Regions from separate parts of the Mus musculus genome. Here regions 1 and 3 are each linked to region 2. Evidence: chromatin contacts called from public Hi-C and promoter capture Hi-C data. All regions are on one chromosome and are shown on one strand. Each heading gives the region's core, a stretch centred on a gene start, on an enhancer-like site or on the middle of the called end of the contact. The rest is flanking DNA. Distances are from core to core; before and after follow the strand shown.

Region 1 (3,185 bases), core at 212-2,711, 110 kb after region 2:
CTGAGCAATCTTCTCTAGTGAATGCCCCACAATACTACAAACAAACAAACAAACAAACAAACAAACAAACTCTATGGAGAACACCAAGAAAGTGAAGCCCTCTAAATCAAAGCTCATATGAACTCAGAGAGACTGAGGCATCATGCACAGGGCTAGCACATGTTTGCATGCATATATTATAGCTTTCGGTTTAGTGTTTTTATAGGATGCCTGAGTGTGCCAACAAGTAGGTCTTTGATTTCTGCGTCTTGTCTTGGACTCTTTTCCTTCTGTTTTTTCCCAATTCTAATATATTGTTTTTTTGTTTTATCTTATTATACTTTAGGAGGGGTTGTGTGTATGTAGTAGGGGAGGGGATAAAGAATGGTCATTGGGCACCATAGTGCACTCTAGTAGTATGAATGAATTCTACTGTTCTAGAGCACAAGAGAGCAACTATGGCCAAGAGCATCAATTAATTGTACATTATAAATAGTAAAGAAAAGTTTAAATGTTTCCATCACAAGGAAATAATAGATGTTAAAGACAACGGATGTGCCAGTTATATTGATCTACTGTTTACATGAATTTAAATCTTATACTGTACCTAAATACATACAATCAGTGCCTATCAAATTTTTTTAATCTAAAGAAAAATCTAATACTGTTGAGAAGGATAAGATGGCACATGGAGGCTTAGTGTAAGGCATATGCATGGGACTTTATGTTCAATTACCAGAAAGCACACACACACACACACACACACACCAGTAAGAGAACCCAAGAAAAAGACTTAGGACCTTTAGTGTGGAAATTTTGACCACAGTTGATGGTCAAGCTAAGTGTTGATTGGATGAGAGATACTACAAGTCATGGGAAATGTATGCTATCCTTCAAAAGGCTGAGAGGGTCCATACATAGAGAATATCTGGTTACTTCTTTTATTCTCATACATTCAGAAGGTTGAAATGCAAAGAAAATGAACACATTTCAAATAATGATGTTTTCATATAAGGATGAAAATATTCTGGGCACTCTCTTTCCTTGACCATTCAGGTGTACAAAATACTCCACCACCCTGACCCTGCTGACCAGGCTGGGACTCAAATGGATCTCTACATTCTCATCTTCTTATGAGATGACTGTGTCCCCACTCCTTTTCCTCCCTGAGGACTGAACTGCTGGATTTTTCAAGTCAATGCTGAACATAAGCAGTATAGAGACAAGTTGCTTTAAAGAGATCTCTAGGAAATGAGGTCATTCCTGTTCCTAGAGTGCACGTTCCAAGGTGCCAAGAAGCTAGCAGAGACAAAACAGAACGGAAATGGTGGAGGAATGGTCTAAGTTTTTTTAGTATTAAGATGGTCATGCGCTGACCCTCATGACAAACTATTATAGTCATTCTCCTTTTGGGCTCCACCCAGGAGAACCGAGCTTAGGGTATGTGCTTGGAGAGGATTACCCACATTAGGAAGTAGCTGGTTCCACAGAAGTCAGTTATTTTTCTTCACAGCATGACTCACTTACCTAGACCTCAGTTGTGACTAGAGTTCCCTTGCCTTTGAGCTGTTTTTTAAGCAACAAGAAAGCAAATTTTCGTTTCTTTACCTTCTCTTTTTTCCCTTTATTGCCTTCCCTCCTTTCTTCTCACTGACATGTGTAAGTTGCCCTAACTCCTATGTAGCCCCCATTGACCATGCACTCATGCGCCCTCTGTCACAGCATCTTGAGTACCAGGGTTATTTCTCTTCATCCTCTGTAGAACTGTTGAGCAGGTTTCCAATTAATGTGTTTTCAAAAAAAGACTCAAAACAATGTCGTCTCAAGTTCATACCACTGAAGATGGGGACTTGATAGATGCTGAAGGCACATTGGCTATAGCTCTTGATTTTCTTTTGGAATTATTTCACAACTGCTTGATTGCTGCTTTATTATTTCCTCAAGTTATCTCTTCTTTTATCTCCTCTATTAATATAATATGTCTTTGAGATCAAGAAATGGATATTTTCATTCTTCTGCCCTCCATGAGTGTAGACCTCAGACGTTTACAACACGAACCCAAAGAAGACCCAAAACTACTTCTTCATGCCCACCCAGCCTTTTGACTGGGAACTAATTATCTTCTGTGCAGAAATAACCAGACACTAAATATTTAGTCCATGGCTAGTTTTTACTCTACCTTTATGGAGGGTGGAAGAATAAAAATATCCATCTCTTGATCTCCCAGTACTGAGAAGGCAGAAAGAGAAAAATGGCTTTAAGATCTAGGAAATCTTGGTCTGCATAGCAAGTTGTAAGCCAGCCTGGTCTACATATCAAGATTATGTGTCAAATAAATATGTGTGCTGTTTTCTAGCTAGAAACTAATAAGTATCTCAAATCACACTGGGAAAAAAAAACAGTATAGAATCTTAAAATCTTGTCTTGTAGGAGGCTTTGCTTATTTGTTTGTTTACTGATTTTAGCTTAGGCTGAGAGGACCTTGAATTCTTGTTCCTCCTTTGTCAGCCTCCCAAGTGCTGTTGTTAAAGAGATGTACCAACACACCACAGAGCATCGTGCATACTAGTCAAAAACTCTACCAACTGATCTACATCCCAGCTGCATAAAAGCTACCTATAATCACATCATTTTACTTAGAACATTATGAAAGGCCAAAATACTGCTTCATTTTTATTTGTACTAAAAACCTCCAAGTTAGTCATGAGTGCTAACGAACATACACAGGATGGCAATGTCAGCCAGCAGGGTAGGCATTGTTCAGGAGCAGACAGACAGCCTGTAAACATCCTTCTTGTTTAATAATTATGTCAGTCCCTTGCTCAAAAACCATCAAAAGCTTGGTTTGTGGACTATGATTCAGATTTCTCAATGAGGATTAGAAACTTCCCCCAGCCTGATCCCTTGCACAACTTCCCTCTCCAATCAAACCTTTCAATTGGCCAACTCCTACAACTCTACACTAATATTCAGTCATCCCTTTTCAGTAGTCCAAAGCAGTCAAACTCTGTCATTTCTGCAGTTAGTGTAAATAAGCATACTCATGCTTCTCTTGCAACTCTGTTGTAGTATTTAAATCTTATTTCAAATGCAGCCTTATATCAGAAGCCTTCTTGGGCACCCAGGTTTATACTAGAGGCATGGCCTCCTATTTATAGTATAATTTTCTATGTTCCATTTTTTTCACCAGTACTATAAATTTAGTG
Region 2 (3,277 bases), core at 652-3,151:
TAAGTTTGGTCATGAGATAATTACGTTGATTTGTCTATATTAGGAAGTAATTGGAGAAAAGTTGATTGCTATCAGTTGAATGAGGGGAAATCTGATTGTTCTTAATCTAGAGGCATGACTTGGGCTCTAACTTTATAAAGAATGGATTTATGGCATTATTCCTTGTGTCTAGAAGGCACAACACCATTCTGTCTCTAGTATCCTCCATGTATCTACTGCCTCTCATAATCATTGAAGTCTCCATCCCTACTCTGAGGTCTGGTTGTTTTTAGAAAATAAAAGTACCCATTCCTTCTGCCCACCTTGATCCACCATGAGTCCTGTATAGAGTGCTGGCAATGCTAGACTGGGATAGCCTATCACATACCGTCCTACCTTACTAAACTGCGAGCTCAAGAGCAGGCCTATAGATCTTTGCTATACTTGTTCCCAATGCTTAGAACTATACTCACTATGGAAAAAGCACTAATCAATGGAGCAAGTAAATAAATGAGATAATTTGCTCATGAGACCTGTTAGCCAACCTGTGTAGTTTTGTTCTCTGTGGTACACATTATCATTCCATTTTTTCATATTGAACTACTATTTAATACAAATGAATATAAGAAATGCTTATTAACTGTAATATTTTTATCCTTAAATGGCATGTATTTTAATGACTGTCCATTGCTGATGGCACAGGGATAGTTCTTATGCTTTGCTGAAGGAACTTCAAGTTAGCATAGCATTTTTTTATAAGGCACCTAAGAAGATATATTCAAAACTCTTAGCAGCTTTCATATCCTTTTACCTAGCCATTCTGGTTACAAATGTATCCTGGAGAAAAATATTTTTAACTTGGGGCAGTTATATAAATGTTGCAATGTAACTTCTAACGCACCTTGGAGTGTTATACCATCTTATACCATGCCATATTAGCGAGTGAAAATGACATTTTAAATCACCATAAACAATGTGATAGTGTGCTTTAAAACAGGGCATGTACAAGGAAAAGACTGGAAAGGTTGAGCACCGACTGTAAAAAATGATAACTTCTGGGTAACAGAGTTTTTCTCTTATTGTTTTTTTTTTTCTGTAATAAAATCAGTATGTAACAGTTTTAGAATATAAAATCAATAAAGGTCATTTAAAGAATATACATTTTTCTCTTTGCTTGATTTTATGTATCTATGACCTCAACTGTAACGTAGTAATTGTTATCTGGACCCAGTCTTGGGTGCCTTTCCTTACCTAACCTGACACTGTTGTTCACAGTGGCTACAGGATACAATAGAAGCCACTGTAGAAGTGACATTGATTTGATTCAGAAAATACTTGTTGAGAGCGTGCTGTCCAAGGACATGGGTTATAAAGTATGGCGATAACCAAATTCTTACGGTTAAGTACATTTTGACGATTTTTGAAAGCATGTGTTTAGTGTGTATGTGTAAGGGAGCCCATCCCACACTGCCTGCTGGGGGCAGCATGTCCCCTCCTGACACTCCTCTGCTTTCTCAGTTTCGCCTTCATTTATTCTCCCTCCTGTCCTTCCTATGTGTCTGCACTAACATCTGCTTCTGCTTCTAGCTTTTCAGGGTCTGACTGAAACTAAACTGCTGAAACTGTCTTCCTTAACATAAGCAGTTTGACTTTCAGTAAAACTGAAAGAAAAGTAATCACTTGAAAGCCCTGTTGTAGTGGTTTAAAGAAATGTATTTCATTAAAATAAAGCTATGGCTTAGTGCAGTTTCCTGTGTAGATTAAGTGCAATTGTGTAACTCCTCTAGACTTTGCCTAGTACTAGAACATTGTTTTCTTCAAGTTACTACAGTTCCCCCTTTCTGATTCTCTTATATCTGCCATTGGGCAGAAGAAACACAGAAAAAAAAAAGTCAAACGGAAATGACACCAACTGTTGTGACTGTACCAGTTTTGTGGCCTGTGTAAAAAAGTCATTTAGAAACTAGGAAGGGTAAGGGACTGCTCGTGTCTGTATATGGAGTGGGAAACAGCCAAACAGGAAGTGTATCCAAAGCGTAAGCGAATGCCGGTCATGTTAGCTTGCTGAGAAATTGTGCGTCCTCCAGCCGAGACCCAGGAATGAAGGGGAAAGAATGACAACTAGAACAAAGAAGCCATCAAGGGCTGGATTCTAGTCATCACAGAACCTTCCTGCTTAACATGTGAATTTAAAGAATCACCCACTTACTGGAATATTAGAAACCCTCAAGATCAATCCCAGTAATATAGTAAATGACACTCAGTCGAAGCAGTATTTTACTTGTTACTGCTCTGTGTATGCATCTCTACTTCAAGAGAACAATATGTGTAAAGTTGTTCTGATCACCATGGTAAACCTAACATTGAGCATTCAGAAGTCAAATGGGAAGACTGGCTCACAACCTCCTAGAAAACCTGCTTGCTAGTTGCTGAGCGTTCCCTATGCTGTCTGTCATCTCATATCCCTCAGCAACAGTAGACAGCTGAGTTAGATCTAAGCCAGCCAGTCTAACTGCATTATTTCTGGGTGGTCCTAAGTTCCTGGTGAGGCACAGGAAAGTACTTTGTGGAATCTGAAGAGCTCTGTGATACTTTCAAATGCCGTTAGCGGCATCAGCGCTACAATGATTGTGTGAAATGCATGTAACATAGGGACTCAGAGTTACATAGATTTCCAATGAATATCTACGTTATAATCTACAATTTTGAGTTACACATCATTGGACATTTAATACATAAAGCCACATAGTAATTGACAAATGTTTGGTAAATGAAGACACAACTTCCTTGGTATAGGTGGGCAAAACAATTTCCAGAAAAGCATTCATGAGGGAAACTTGTATTTGCTAAGCCATTGATAGCCTGCAAGGGACAGGCTTTGCCATATTCTTATGTCTGTTTTTTATCTTCTAAAATCTGGATCCTTCCTATTCCCCAGGAGTTTCCCTTCCTACATCACCACGGAGCCCACTGACACTGGGTGAGATCACTCAATGCTTTCTGCCTGCGTCATCTATTTATTATTTCCTGAAAATAATGGGTTGTATTTATATATTTTTGCATTCCTTTTAAGAAAGATATTTTAGGTTCCTCAAAGAGTGATGAGGCTCTAGGATAGCAGTTCCTTCCACTCTTGAGGTCATCATGTATATACCATAATACTACACTGAATAGACTTCTTTAGGAAATGGTGTGTTTTGTTAACTTGACAGAGCTCAATTGAGGAAATCTCAATTGAGAAACTGCCTCCATCAGACTGGCCTGTGGGCATGTCTGCAAAGACATTTTCTTAATTGCT
Region 3 (3,225 bases), core at 162-2,661, 130 kb after region 2:
AACCCTTGAACTTCTCCTACTTACAAATTTAGTGCTTAACAGTCCCTATTAAGGACAAAGGGAAGGAACTTCATAATAGTGAGCAGCTTTCCTGTCACCAGCACGCATAAGTCACTGTCTCATTTAACTGTCACAAGAGCATAAGGAAGTTAAATAGTTAAATAGTTCTCATCTCAAGTGGAACCTAGAGTCAAGCCACTCACGTAAAAAGAGGCAAGATTTGGTAAGTATCAGGGATAGTACAGGGGCAGGGGGATTCCTCTTCCTATCTTAGAAGAAAAGGAAAACAAATGATCACAAGGCACAGGACACCTATAAACTCTACTGGATCTGTTGTTTTGCATGATCACCTAAAGCTAAGTGTGTGTGTGTTTGTTTGTTTGTGTTTGTTTCTTGTGCACGTCTCTGTGTACATGCATTGCATAGTAGGCCTGTAGAAACCAGATGACAACTTCCAGTCATCTGTTCTCACCATGTCGCATCCAGGAGATCAAACTCAGCTCGTCAGCTTCGGGAGCAAGTGCCTTTGCTTGCTGAATCATTTCATGGCCCCTAAAAGATGAATTAAAATTAACACTAGGAAGTAGACAGCATGTCTGAATTCAGGGAAATTGGAAGTCTAAATTATAACCCATTCACATACCTATGCACTAGGCTCTTCATGTAGACTCTGCATGTGGTGGGATTAAGTGAGTGTTGAACAGAGCCTCTGCCCACACAGCAGCCTCATTCCAAAATTGTACTTTGGGAGTTTTAATCCTTGATTTCTGAATGTTTCTATTCTTTAAACACTTCATGGGGGAAAGAAATGGAGAGGCGGCAGAAAGAAAGGAAGTCTTTCACAACATAGCTGCAAGTGCTGAACTCCAATAGCATGAAAGATGAGGAACGAAGTTCCAGAATCTCCCCAGACAACCTGTCAGGATTGGATTTCAGCTTCCATGAGTAAAAGTCTCAATCCATATAAGAACCCAAGCCTGCACATAGAGCAAACATCAAAGCATGCTCATTGTACAAATTTTCTCTGATATTTAAACAAATAAAGGATTGATGTATTCTAGCAAAAATATTTTCTTCACACATTTTTTAAAATTTTACTTTAAAGCACTTTACCTATATTATAAATTATAAAGAGAGTTGTCGATACCAAGCTTTCCAAAACTCTGCTAATGGAGTTCTGTTTGTATTTTTGGCTACTGTGTTATCGATGTTTTGTCTTACCTTCAGGTAGAAGTAGGTGGAAGTTAAGATTTACCGGTCATTTGTAAGAAACAGAGAGGTACAGAGATGAGTGATGAATTAGACAATGGTTTGACCTGCTGTTACTTCACATGATTCTGAAGTAAATCAAGGGATGACATCAACAGTGAGTCAGATAGAGGATTTCATGGTCACAGATCCTGGTACTAGGGTTATATAAAGTGGGGCTTTAAGGGAACTTGCAGTCGGAGGGAACAGGTTGATGAGCTGCACTCTGCTGAAAGGAGTCTGCACAATGAAATTTCTCATGATGATTGTGTTCTTACAGGTATCTGCCTGTGGGGCTGCTCCCATGAATGACAGTGAATTTGCTGAAGTAAGTATTGACAGCATTGCTCTGGTCCAGCCTGACTGTATCTTTAATAGTTGCTGAATTTGCAAATAGTATGTTGAAAAGTGTGATTCGATTTGAAAATCAGTACAGATTCTCTCTTGTTACCATGTTTTGTTTTCCAGAGAGGATTATAAAGATGAAAGAATGTCATTAAACTGGTGAATAATTGTACCATCTACAAAAAGCTTTGGCTAAATTACTTTAGCTCAATATAATTAGATTACATTTCTAATAGAGTGTTGTGTATTGGTCTCTCACTCCATTTGTCTTTTATTTGAGGTAGTAGTTTAATATCCAGTAATAATGCAAGATTTGGACTTTGCTTAGTCCATGTGACCACTTCAAGATTTTATGATAGTTACAGCATGTTCTCTCTGCGATTTATCTCATATATTTATTCATAAGTATTTTAAGTAAGATGTGAAATTTTACCTTTTTCTAATTAAAAAAACTTGAACATCTATTTTCTAAAATTATATATATATTCCTTTTTTACACAGAATCCTACTGTGTTGTCTAGTCTGGTTTTGAACTTGTGGGCTCAGATGACCCTTCTGTATCGCCCTCCTCAGCAGCTGGCTCTATTTTCTAACATTATTATTACTTTGAATTCATTCAAGTTTTCTACTGTGTCAAGATTTTCCCACTGCTGGGGACTAACCCTAGACCTGCTAGCATGCTAGATAATTGCTGTACCACTAAACTACCTTCCCCAATCAAGTACCCGTATATACTAGATGCTAAAATGGCTCCTTAAAAACCTAGAAGCAGGTCTGAAGAAGGAGAATAATAAATAGTTCTTCCTCTGGAATTTTGGTAATCTGACTAATCATTTATGTTTTAAATAGCGTAGGAAATTATTTTTTCCTCCTTATAATTGATTCCCTAGGTAATAATAATAATAATAATGTAGCCTGTGATTAAAATACCTGGTTCTAGAATATCAGTATACTACTGACCATGTTTGCAGGGTTCCCAGCAGAAACCTGGCTGCATACAACCGTGTGCAATGCTTGTGTTTTATCTAGTGGTACTTGTCAAGATTTTATGATTATGGAAAGGACAGAATTCCAATGACAAAAACAAAAACCAATAGAAACTTCCTAAAAGAAAAACTCCAGGAAATGCAGCAGTTCTTTGGGCTAGAAGCAACTGGGCAACTGGACAACTCAACTCTGGCAATAATGCACATCCCTCGATGTGGAGTGCCCGATGTACAGCATCTTAGAGCAGTGCCCCAGAGGTCAAGATGGATGAAGCGGTACCTCACTTACAGGTAATGTCAGTGTTTGCCCTGGGGAGCTTTTCTACTTACCTATGAGTGTAGCTTCTAGAAACCTAGACCATTTAGCTACAACGTAGTTCTAAATCCAAAAGTAGCCTCTGTAAATTGTTAATACAAATGCATTCGTTAACTTCAGACTGAGGATAAGAGTTCAGATCCCAAGAAGATATGTAAAATCCAGGCATAGTGGCTGTCTGTAATCCCAGCACATGGGAGGCAGAGATAGGGGGTGCTCAGGGCAAGTTGGCTAGCCAGACTAGTAGAAACAGGGGTCTCTGGCTTTGGTTGAGAGACCTCACCTCAATACTGAAAGTGGAGCAGGTTTCAGGAAGATGCCTGAGTCAAC

What was found. Promoter capture Hi-C pulls out the DNA fragments that hold promoters and counts their contacts. A called contact is a pair of places that touch in the nucleus more often than the background predicts.
Region 1: a Hi-C map of bone marrow-derived macrophages shows a contact between it and region 2, with 5 times the contacts expected there. The contact joins two enhancer-like sites. A contact is called at or near these places in 1 of 15 datasets of contacts at CTCF or cohesin (pro-B cells), 10 of 484 Hi-C or Micro-C datasets (the C10 cell line, the HPC-5 cell line, bone marrow-derived dendritic cells and 5 more), 4 of 115 datasets of contacts at active chromatin or transcription factors (bone marrow-derived dendritic cells, bone marrow-derived macrophages and neural progenitor cells) and 1 of 9 other capture datasets (bone marrow-derived macrophages).
Region 3: a contact with region 2 is called in a promoter capture Hi-C map of macrophages, with 8 read pairs. The contact joins the promoter of Mmp12 here to the enhancer-like site in region 2. A contact is called at or near these places in 7 of 39 promoter capture datasets (the 3T3-L1 cell line, the C10 cell line, embryonic stem cells and 3 more), 2 of 15 datasets of contacts at CTCF or cohesin (large pre-B cells and pro-B cells), 17 of 484 Hi-C or Micro-C datasets (3T3-L1-derived adipocytes, the BV-2 cell line, the C10 cell line and 12 more), 5 of 115 datasets of contacts at active chromatin or transcription factors (CD8 T cells, bone marrow-derived dendritic cells, bone marrow-derived macrophages and 1 more) and 4 of 9 other capture datasets (adipose tissue, bone marrow-derived macrophages, liver and 1 more).

The regions. Positions count from the first base shown.
Region 1 is chr9:7,329,145-7,332,329 of GRCm38.p6, forward strand. No RefSeq gene overlaps it. Among named protein-coding and RNA genes, the nearest start is that of Mmp12, 17 kb to the right of the region's middle. Within about 2 kb of position 1,462, at least 5 of the 459 cell types and tissues checked have an H3K27ac peak or open chromatin away from gene starts, as enhancers often do. A contact at or near this core is called in bone marrow-derived dendritic cells, bone marrow-derived macrophages and macrophages, where this site is marked.
Region 2 is chr9:7,219,745-7,223,021 of GRCm38.p6, forward strand. It overlaps a transcript of Dcun1d5 not described here. Among named protein-coding and RNA genes, the nearest start is that of Gm31639, 34 kb to the right of the region's middle. Within about 2 kb of position 1,902, at least 101 of the 459 cell types and tissues checked have an H3K27ac peak or open chromatin away from gene starts, as enhancers often do. A contact at or near this core is called in the BV-2 cell line, CD8 T cells, the HPC-5 cell line and 9 more, where this site is marked.
Region 3 is chr9:7,345,963-7,349,187 of GRCm38.p6, forward strand. Mmp12 (matrix metallopeptidase 12) reads left to right here and starts at 1,412. Exons shown (of 10, transcript NM_008605.3): 1 at 1,412-1,576; 2 at 2,623-2,870. The coding sequence starts at 1,463.